Linked DNA regions of Rattus norvegicus: region 1 is linked to region 2. Evidence: chromatin contacts called from public Hi-C data. All regions are on one chromosome and are shown on one strand. The core of a region is the stretch at or near the end of the contact, and the rest is flanking DNA. Distances in the headings are between cores, read along the strand shown.

Region 1 (4,777 bases), core at 699-3,198, 100 kb before region 2:
AATCCAGATAAGTGAAAAAGAAAAAAAAAAAAAAAGATGCTTGCTGGAGAAGTCCCCTTGGCTCCATGGAGACCCAAGACTCCAGAGCCCCTGGGGTGACAGCCAGGCCAGGGCAGCCCAGCTTCTGGCAGTGGGAGGTTCATTTGTCCCAGGCCTTCTCCTGTCCCTCCACACCAGCACTCCACGGCAGGGGCAGGGCTTTTTGAAGAAGTATGGGCTCCAGTGTGGTGAAGGGCAGGATCCAGGGAGCACACGGGATCCTCTGGGGCAGGGAGATGACTGCAGTCAGTCACTGAAGCACAGGCAGGAGGCCACAACTCTGAGGCGGTGGGCGCGGGTGCCCACTACACGAAGGCCTCCCGGTTGGATGAGCCATTGATCTTAAGGAACAGCTTGCTGTCTTCCCTCCTCTGCTGAAGCTGCCTCTCCAGCTGGCGCCGGTAGCAAATCAGGTAAAGTGGCAGGCAGAAACCCAGCATGCTCACGACAAGCAGACCCACGTTCACCTGGGATGGTGGGGAGTGGGCTGTCAGAAGGAGCTCCATTCACACAAGGCAGCACCCTCCCGCACATGAAGGATTGGGGAAGGGAGGGCAGAGAAAAGACTGAAAACTAAAGAGGAGGTTTCAGGAGGTCCCAGCTGTCAATCCACATTCCAGCATCTAAATCCCCCAGTTCTCCAAGTACCACTCAGCAGCCTCCAGGGAATGGGCTGGGACTGGGACCATTCTTTTTTTTTTTTTTTTCCGGAGCTGGGGACCGAACCCAGGGCCTTGCGCTTGCTAGGCAAGTGCTCTACCACTGAGCTAAATCCCCAACCCCGACTGGGACCATTCTTGACACCTGGATGAGAGTGCTGGTCTTTGGATGGAAAGCCTGGGATTCACCCCAGAATCAGATTCAAAGAGAAGCCATTTTTCTCCTTCTTCCTGGCCACCATCACAAGGGACCCCTGACTGGGTACTGTCCAACATTCCCACACTACCTGTTGTCCTTGGGCCCCACTTCCCAGGAGCAAAATGGAGAGACACCCTGACCCTTCTTACCCACAGAGGATCTCCTCCGAGAGGCCCCATCATGGCCAGAAACAGTGGCTGCTGTAGGAGAGCAAAGAGTGCACTGACCAGGGACTGCAGTCCTGTGAGGCTACCGAACTGTGTGGAGGGGTACCTGTTGGGGTAATGAGACCCATCACAGCCAGCACCATTCACAGGCTTCCCAAGCCCCTCACTGGCCTGGCTTAGGTATGCTGGTAACCAGGGCTGCCTGGAGGCACTGGTGCCTGTAGGGAGAGGTGGGATCAGCCTCAGGATGTCTGGGTGCAGGTCCCTGAGGCTCCAGACTCTGGAGCAAGCCTCTCCCATACTCAGATGTGCCCTCAGCCTGTGGGTGTGGGACGAGCAGGGAGGGAAGCATGGTGCCAGCAGAGTCTGCGGCTTGGGAAACATTCCCGGGAGCAGGTTGGAGGCTGAGCCTGGCTCTGCTGTACCCCTCTCCAGCAGCGTTGCACAATCACGGAAACTCAGCATCACAGCTCTTGCCCGACTCCCTCATACTCTGCCAGGGCAGCCACAACTTCCTCCAGGCCTGGGGGTGTGGGACAAGGCAGGGACAGGCGGACCTGGAATGACCCTGTAGGTTGCTGCTTAAAGAGGGAAGGAGTTCTGGACTTAGTCTTGGGGAATACCAGGCTCTGCCTCAGAGGTATGAGGGAGCTGTATTCATGATCACAGACAGTGGATGACGGAACTAGGGTTTAAATTTCTGGGTCAAGCCCTGGGCAAAAGAGGGAATAACTGTGTAGCTTTTTGGAAAAGATGTCGGTTTCACTGTAGCTGGGGTCCAAGGAGGTTATGGCCAGCGAATGGCCCTCTGAGGCCCTGGGTGAGGACAGCTCAGGACTTTCTGGGACCAATTACTCATGTCACTGCCCCTGCAGAGGACTATTTACACGTTAGTATTTAGCTTCAAGCATTCAGAACCCAACCCTGTCCCAGTGAGCAGTCAGGGACAGCGCCAGGACTTGGCTGAATAGCAATGCCTGGGGCTCAAAGGCACTGACCCTAGCTGAAGCATTTCACTTCGTGTGAAATGCCAAGGCTTGTGGGCACCCAACTGTCTGCCTACTGACTCACCTGCTGTCAGGTGTAGATGATGGCCTTTGTGACACAGACAGCAGAAACCCTAGTACATGTCCCGATACAACATGACACATGCCAGCGGGGCAGGATAGGCAGGGTCTCAGTGCTACCTGCAGTCCCCTCGGGTTGGGGCCACCACACCACCCAGAGCTTCCAGGACTTACACGGCAGCATATAGGCCCCCTACGGCAGAGTGGATGAATCCTCGCACAATTGTGTGCAGGACGAAGGAGAAGATCTGAGGGAGGGAAGGAGGGAGAGCAGAGCATGAGCAGCAGACCCTCAGGACCTCCTCTGTCCTTGCCCTCTGGGTCTGGAGACTTGGGCATAGGAATGGTAGGCACCTGGAGCTGGATGTTACCAGCTCTCTAGTACAGAATGCTCTCTTGTTTTCTTTTGTTCTGCTTTGTTTATTTTTTGTTTTTGTTTTTTGAGGCAAAATCTCACTGTATATCCCTGGCTGCCCTAGAACTGTCTATGTAGACAAGGCTGGCCTTGAACTCACAAAGACCTGCTTGCCTCTGCCTCCACAGTGCTGGGATTAAAGTTATGTGCCACCATGACTGACCCTTGATAAAATGTTTTGCATCGGGCTGGAGAGATGGCTCAGTGGTTAAGAGCACTGACTGCTCTTCCAGAGGGCCTGAGTTCAAATCCCAGCAACCACATGGTGGCTCATAACCATCTATAATAAAGTCTTTAAAAAAAAATGTTTTGCATCATTAAAAAAAAAATTTTGGTAGTCACAGCCTGATACCCACAGGCCTGTATAAATACATATATTTCAATTTCAGTTATGTGTATGAGCGCACCATGTGTGTACCTTGTGCCAGAATACAGAAGATTCCTTGAAACTGTCATTACAGACCGTTCTGAGCACCGTGTGGGTGCTGGGCACTGAACTCAGGTCCTTGCACAAGAGCATCCACTGAATCATCTCTCTAGGTCCTCATTTGTATAATTAAAATAATGTTCTTCCTTTTCTTTTTTTTCAGAGCTGGGGACCGAGCCCAGGGCCTTGGGCTTGCTAGACAAGCGCTCTACCACTGAGCTAAATCCCCAACTCCTTAAAATAATGTAAATTGAGGCTAGAGAGATGGCCCAGCAGTTGAGAGCACAGCTTGCCTTCCAGAGGATCTCATTAGGTTCCCAACACCAGCAAGGCAGCTGACTACTGTCTGCAACCAGGGAGCCTGATGCCTTCTTCTGGCCTTGGTAGACAATGTCCCACATTTGGGACACAGAGTTATACATGTAGGTAAAACGCCCACATGCACAGGAAAAGATATTTTAAGGTCTTTTTTTTTTTTTTTTTTTTTTTTTTTGGACAGGGTTTTTCTGTGTAGTCAGACCATGGTGGCCTTGAAATCACAGAGATCCTCCTGCCTCTGCCTCCTGAGTGCTGGGATAAGCTTTTCTCTTTGAAATATATTTCACGTATGCACGTGTGCTATGTGGAGGTCCTGCTCCCAGGAGTGTGGGTAGTGGAAGGGCCAGGGCTACTCCTGACAGTGGCAGCACTGAGAAAGGCGCTGCAGATGTGGGTTTGCACAGGCTCTGTCTCCTTCAGATGCACCGCTGCCTTTTCAGAAGTAGCCTTCGATGAAAACCAAGTTAGCAAAGAGCAGCAGTGACTGCCGTGCACTGAACATCCTCCCTCCATCAGACAAGATGGTCAAGATAAGGATGTGAGAGGATCTCCCCACCTGGAAGTGACGCAAGTCTCCCAGGGCTTACTCTAGTCAGTCTGTACACAGTACCAGCACGTACGTGTGATAGTGCCTGTGGGTGTCCACACCTGTGTGCTCAACATAGCTCGACACCTGGCACCTTGTAAACAAAGAGCCTCTTCGTTTCCAGAGCTGGTGTGAGACGATGATGCACTTGGGCTACGCCCACTGGAAGCAATGCTATCAAGTGCATTCCTTCACCTTGTAAATCTGGGACCCGGGCCCAGACAGACTGTACAATGTTTTCACAGACCAAAGGGTGGGGGCAGGTGCAAAGTCTACTTGGCTTACAAACTCAGCAAGTTGGGTTTTAGAAAACTCAGAAATCTAGTGCGGGGCAAAGCATGGAGGTACGTTCTTGGAATCCTAGCACTTGAAGGGCTAGGGTAGAAGGATCAAGTCTGAGGCCAGCCTGGGCTACAGAGAAACTCTGTCTCAGAAGACGAGAGAAATCTTGTATAAAGGAATTAAACCTTTGAACCCTGACACCAAGCCGGGCCCAGTCATTGTCTGTTCTCTCCAGGATCCCAGTCATGTGGACACTGCTGTCTCCGCCATTGAGAGTGCTGGGGTTGCAAGTGTACACCACCACACCCACCCAGCCTTGGCCAAAACCTCTACAGACATCAGATTTCAACTGTCTGAGGAAATGCAAGACCATACAGTTCCAGGAAACAGACGATGGTGGTACCCATGGCATGCAAGGTGCCCGAGGACAGAGAAGAACAAAGCCTTCTTGGAGAAGAGTCCTGTGAAAGAAGCCTGGTGTTCACAGCTCACCGTCCTTCTCAAGCCCTGGGCTGTGGAGTGGAGGAGGCTAGGTGGACCCCAGCAAATATTGGTGGATGGCCAAACTGAGTGAATACGCGTTTTAGTCTCTAAAAACCCCTCATTTGTGTCCCGTCC
Region 2 (4,772 bases), core at 160-2,659:
TACCCAAGCATTTTTTTCTTTTCTTTTCTTTTCTTTTTTTTTTTTTTTTTTTTCGGAGCTGGGGACCGAACCCAGGGCCTTGCACTTGCTAGGCAAGCGCTCTCCACTGAGCCAAATCCCCAACCCCTACCCAAGCATTTTTTAGGACTCCCTCCAATCCTGACCTTTCTGCTGACCCGTATCTAGTGGCATGAGTGGCCCTGGACCAGAGACTCTCTCACCCCAAAGCCACACTATTTGCATAGCACACCCTACCTTTCATTTCTGGCCTTTTCTGCCTCATTCCCACATCCTAAACTGAATTTGGCGATTTCATGGTTAGCTGGAGGTTTGTGGGAGATCCAAACTCCTTGGGCAGTGCCCAGGAGGGGCTAGCAGTCAAAACCTCTCTCCGATTCAGTCCAAGACAAGGAAAATAGATTTTCAGGGGGCTTTGTGGGAAAGTCAGAGGACAGGACACTGAAGAGAGAGGTTGGGCCCTTGAGTTTGGCACGCTCCCTTTCTGTCTAGACTCTCCCTTCAGAGTCTTACCACTAGGTGGTGGCAGAGAAGGTCCCAGGCCTGGGCCAACGTCTGATTCCACAGCATGTCAACTCCGTCTGCCACGAAATAACCTGCGGCCACCAGAGAGGACTATGAGGCACCTCACTCGGAGCTGATGCCCAGCCTAGAGAAATGTCTCAAGTCCCACTTTTCTCAGGTCCTTAATTACAGCAAACCTCCAGCACCATCTGCTCCATTCCAAAGAGGGGGAGGGATCTAGAATTCCTGTTCCAACAAGGTCTTTCCTGATTCAGCCTTTTCTGTACACTCACCCACTGACACTGCTACTAGGACCCGTGCCCACGATGGGTGATCATAAATCGGGTCGGTGACCATCTGAGGAAACAGCCACAGCCTGGATAAGATGAGGAGCTAAGGTCAATTTCTCCAAGACCTAGATCCATTCTCCCACTAGATACTCCCACCCATCTACAACTCAAACCAGTTTCAGACTTTGAAGACCTCTCATTCACTCCAAAAGGTACCCATCCAGGGTTCCAACCTCAGTCTTTCAGGCCCTCTTCTCCACCCCCACCCCTCAGTGTTTTGTCAGTCCCCAAGTTCCGCACCCGACCAGTGCCCCTGTTCCAGAGAGTAGGCTGTGCATCAGCGAAACGAAAATGTTCCGCCACATCCAGCGGTCCCGAACGGATTCCGGGGTGGGCATCAGCTGCAGCCCCCAGTGCAGTCCCTGAAACGCCGCGAAGGAGGCGCCAGCCACAAGGAGTCCCCCGGATGCCATGGTCTGGCAGGTCAGCTAGGTTTCAGTCTGTGTCTTTGATCCTGGTACCCGATGCCCGGAACCTCGAATGGCCCCGGAGGAGTTGGGATCTGTCTTTTCCACCTGGCTGTGCCGGGGGCTTCTTGGCCTGCATTATCTAGCGTGTTGTAACTTTCCCGGCTTGTCCACGCCCCCATTCCTTGGCTGAACAGTGATTGGCGCAGCTGTGGGGCCACCGCCTGTGGAGCCACGGAACGGATGGCGTCCCGCCCCTGCCTGGAGATAGCAGTTTGGGGGCTTCCTGGCATCAAGTTCGGCCACCGAGTTCAGAGCCCTTCCAAAACAGCACTAGAGGTCTTCTCCAACGCCACTAGTCTCCAAACCCCTTGGAGTTCCAGAAAGACGCCTAGTCTACCCCCACCTGATAAGGCTGGGGCTCCGCCCCACTAACTTTCACCTTCTGTTCTTGTTCCCTCATCTCTCACCTACTGGTCATCCTTACCCACAGACCAGAAGGTACAGGGCCAACAGAGCCAACCCCTAGGGGCCCAAATCTTGCACCACCTCACCTTTACCTGAGAGCATGCCAGTCAGGCAGAGCTACCTTACATGGTACTCCCCGAACAGAGCAGCCCTCGTTTTGGAGCAGTCTATTGGGGAATCCCTTCTTGAGTCCCACCTCCACCCTCCACAACCCCCCCCGACCCCCCTTAAGAGGAACATCCTTTCCAACAGCAAATCCCTCAAAGAGTGACAGGTTTTGAGCATTTCCTTTCTTAATCTAAGCCACACCTCCTTAGCTGGCTGACAGCCAGAAAGTCAGAGGAATGGCTTCCTGTGTGTGTAGAGAGTAGGTGGAATCAGACAATTAATGAAGTTCATAGAATTGACTTTAGTGTGGTAGAGCACCCACCTTGCTTGAAAAGGCCCTGGATATGATTCCCAGCTCCCAGTCAATGCACACCACACACACACACACACACACACACACACACACTCAAGAAGCAATAGGCACCCCAGGCAAACATTTTTACCCGACCCTTGGTGCAGCCCACCCTCCTACAGCAAATTATCCAAAGGCAAAATTCCACTGAGGACTGGAGGGAGAGATGGCTTTAGTGGCTAGGAGCATATGCTGCTCTTCTAGAGGACCTGAGTTCAATTCCCAGCATTCATATCAGAAGGTCCAAACAGCATGTGGCTCCAGCTCTAGGGAATTTGATGCCCTTTTCCGGGCCCTGCAGGTACCCACACCCATACCCCCACAGACACATAATATGAAATAAAAATATTTTTTCTTTTTATTTTTTCGGAGCTGGGGACCGAACCCAGGGCCTTGTGCTTGCTGTGCAAGTGCTCTACCACTAAGCTAAATCCCCAACCCAAAATAAAAATATTTTTAAAAAATGACATAGAGAGGGTGAAGAAATGGTTCAGACATTAGCGCTGGCTGCTCTTGCAGAGGTCTATGTTGGATTCCCACCACCCACAGCTAAAACACTCATACACATAAAAAGGTAGAAATTTAAAACATTCATCTTTGTATTTTATTTAACATATGAAAGCAATATACAATTAATATTAAAAACTAAGACAGAAAAAATAAGGGGAAAGTTCACAATTGTACTATCCCACCATACAAAAACACTCTTAACATTTTAAATCTACTTTCAGTGGTTTTTTTAATCCAATGTATTACAAGTATGCACTCATTTTAAAAACAGTATCAGTCACAAGCTCATACTTTTTATCATCTTTTCAGTAGTTAATATTTAATATTTCCATTCAATTTTTCTTCTACAAGACTTTGGATGGCTATGCAGTACTCCACTGTCAGATGAATATAATTTACTTAAGCTATTACCAGCTATAAATTTTCACACAGCAGAAAAGGAATGGATTTCCAAACAGTTGCTTTCGCTTTTTCTGTACTACAACCCTGAGATGAACATTTTATAACCAAATCCATATTTTATGACACATTTCTAACAGAAAGTTACTAGGTCAAAAGGCATCTCTTACAGTGGTTGACACTGCCGCACACAAAGCATAAGACTCTTCTTTTGACTTTCATTTACTTGTTGTATTATGATCAGGGGAAATGATTTCAGCCACATCTGCCTTCTTTGAATTACTAACCAATGCTTTTTTTTTTTTTTTGAGACAGTCTCATTAGTCCAGGCTGGCTCAGAACTCAGGGTGTAGCAGAGGATGACCTTGAATGTAGGCTCCTTTGCCACCACCTCCAGAGTGCCGGGATTGCAGGCCTGGGCCATCATGTCCAGTTTTATGCAATGCAGAAGACAGAACCAGGGCTTGGTGCATGCTAAGCAAACCTTCTACCAATTGAGCTACAGCCCCAGACATGAGTGTTTTTCCATAATGTTATACATTTGAATCTCCTTTTGAATTTGCTGTGCATTTCCTTTCAGAGATGGCTCGAGCTCCTTGAGGCTGCTTATATAGAAACTGCAGGGTAGAGAAGAGATGAGACCATATTTCCTTGAGGCCCTTCATCTCCCAGGGAGGTAGGTCTAGAGAGGAGATAGCTGGAAGTGTGTCTTTCACTGAGGCGGGCTGGCTGTTCTCTTTCCTGGTGTTCCCCAGGCTTCTATGTGGCCCTCTGACCAAGGTCCAGGTAGGCCCTTGTGGCTGCAGGCCCCATCCTCCACTGGACTTCTGCCTGCCTCTGTTGTTTGCAGGCTGACCTTCCTCACCTCTGAGGTTCCATGTTGGATGAAGACAGACAGCAGAGCCATGCACCCCGTGCTGGAGGGACACACTGTGGCCAGTGAAGTGAGGAGGAAAGAAAGCGAGGTCGAGGGACAGGGCAATCTTTGTTGCAGTGTGTGAGCAGACTCAGCCTCCCCACCCCATCTGCTACAGTCCCTTACTCATTCTATCCCTCATCTTAGACTGCAGTGGTGGGGCTGGATTAGATAATCTAGTATCCCCTAGGACTTTCAGTTTCTCATAAATGGCTAGAACTCCTCCTCCTGCCAAATAGAACAAACAGCTTCCTGTACCCCCTGAACCCATCTTCTGTTAGGAAGACTGGGCCAAAGGTGAACCACAATCAGAGACCAAGCCCATACATGAGAATGAATCAGGAGCTAGAAGCAGCAGAAGGGACTCATATCACACAACCCATCTCCCCTCTTGGCTGCAGGAGACAATTTCTTGCCTGCACAGTATTGAGCAGAGTCTCACTAGCCTGGAAAGCAAAGGCAGAAAATAAATGGCAGTGGTTGCTAGAACCCAACCAAGAGCTACAGTTTTGCTTTAGATGGAGGGAAAGCCTTGGGCCGCTCATGCATGGTGAGAAGTCAGTAGAGGACTAGCCTCCTACTAGCTTGCCTGGCTCTTAACCACAGCCTTTCCTTCCATCCCAATCCCCCAGAGCTGGGTGAGTAGTCGGGACGGGGAGAGGGACAACAGTTCATGTGAAGAGCTGTTTTGTTCCCATCCACACAAAGAGAAGAGCCCAGGCTCTGAGTCACCATGAGTG

The links. A called contact is a pair of places that touch in the nucleus more often than the background predicts.
Region 1: a contact with region 2 is called in a Hi-C map of liver, with 4 times the contacts expected there. The contact joins the enhancer-like site here to the promoter of Tlcd2 in region 2. A contact is called at or near these places in 2 of 12 Hi-C or Micro-C datasets (kidney and liver).

Annotation. Positions count from the first base shown.
Region 1 is chr10:60,909,417-60,914,193 of GRCr8, reverse strand. It overlaps Slc43a2 (solute carrier family 43 member 2), which reads right to left. Exons shown (of 14, transcript NM_001105812.1): 12 at 2,306-2,379; 13 at 1,047-1,170; 14 at 1-506. The coding sequence ends at 345. Among named protein-coding and RNA genes, the nearest start is that of Pitpna, 17 kb to the left of the region's middle. Within about 2 kb of position 1,948, at least 34 of the 93 cell types and tissues checked have an H3K27ac peak or open chromatin away from gene starts, as enhancers often do. A contact at or near this core is called in liver, where this site is marked.
Region 2 is chr10:60,806,028-60,810,799 of GRCr8, reverse strand. Tlcd2 (TLC domain containing 2) reads right to left here and starts at 1,409. Exons shown (of 4, transcript NM_001398847.1): 1 at 1,113-1,409; 2 at 816-898; 3 at 532-614. The coding sequence starts at 1,285.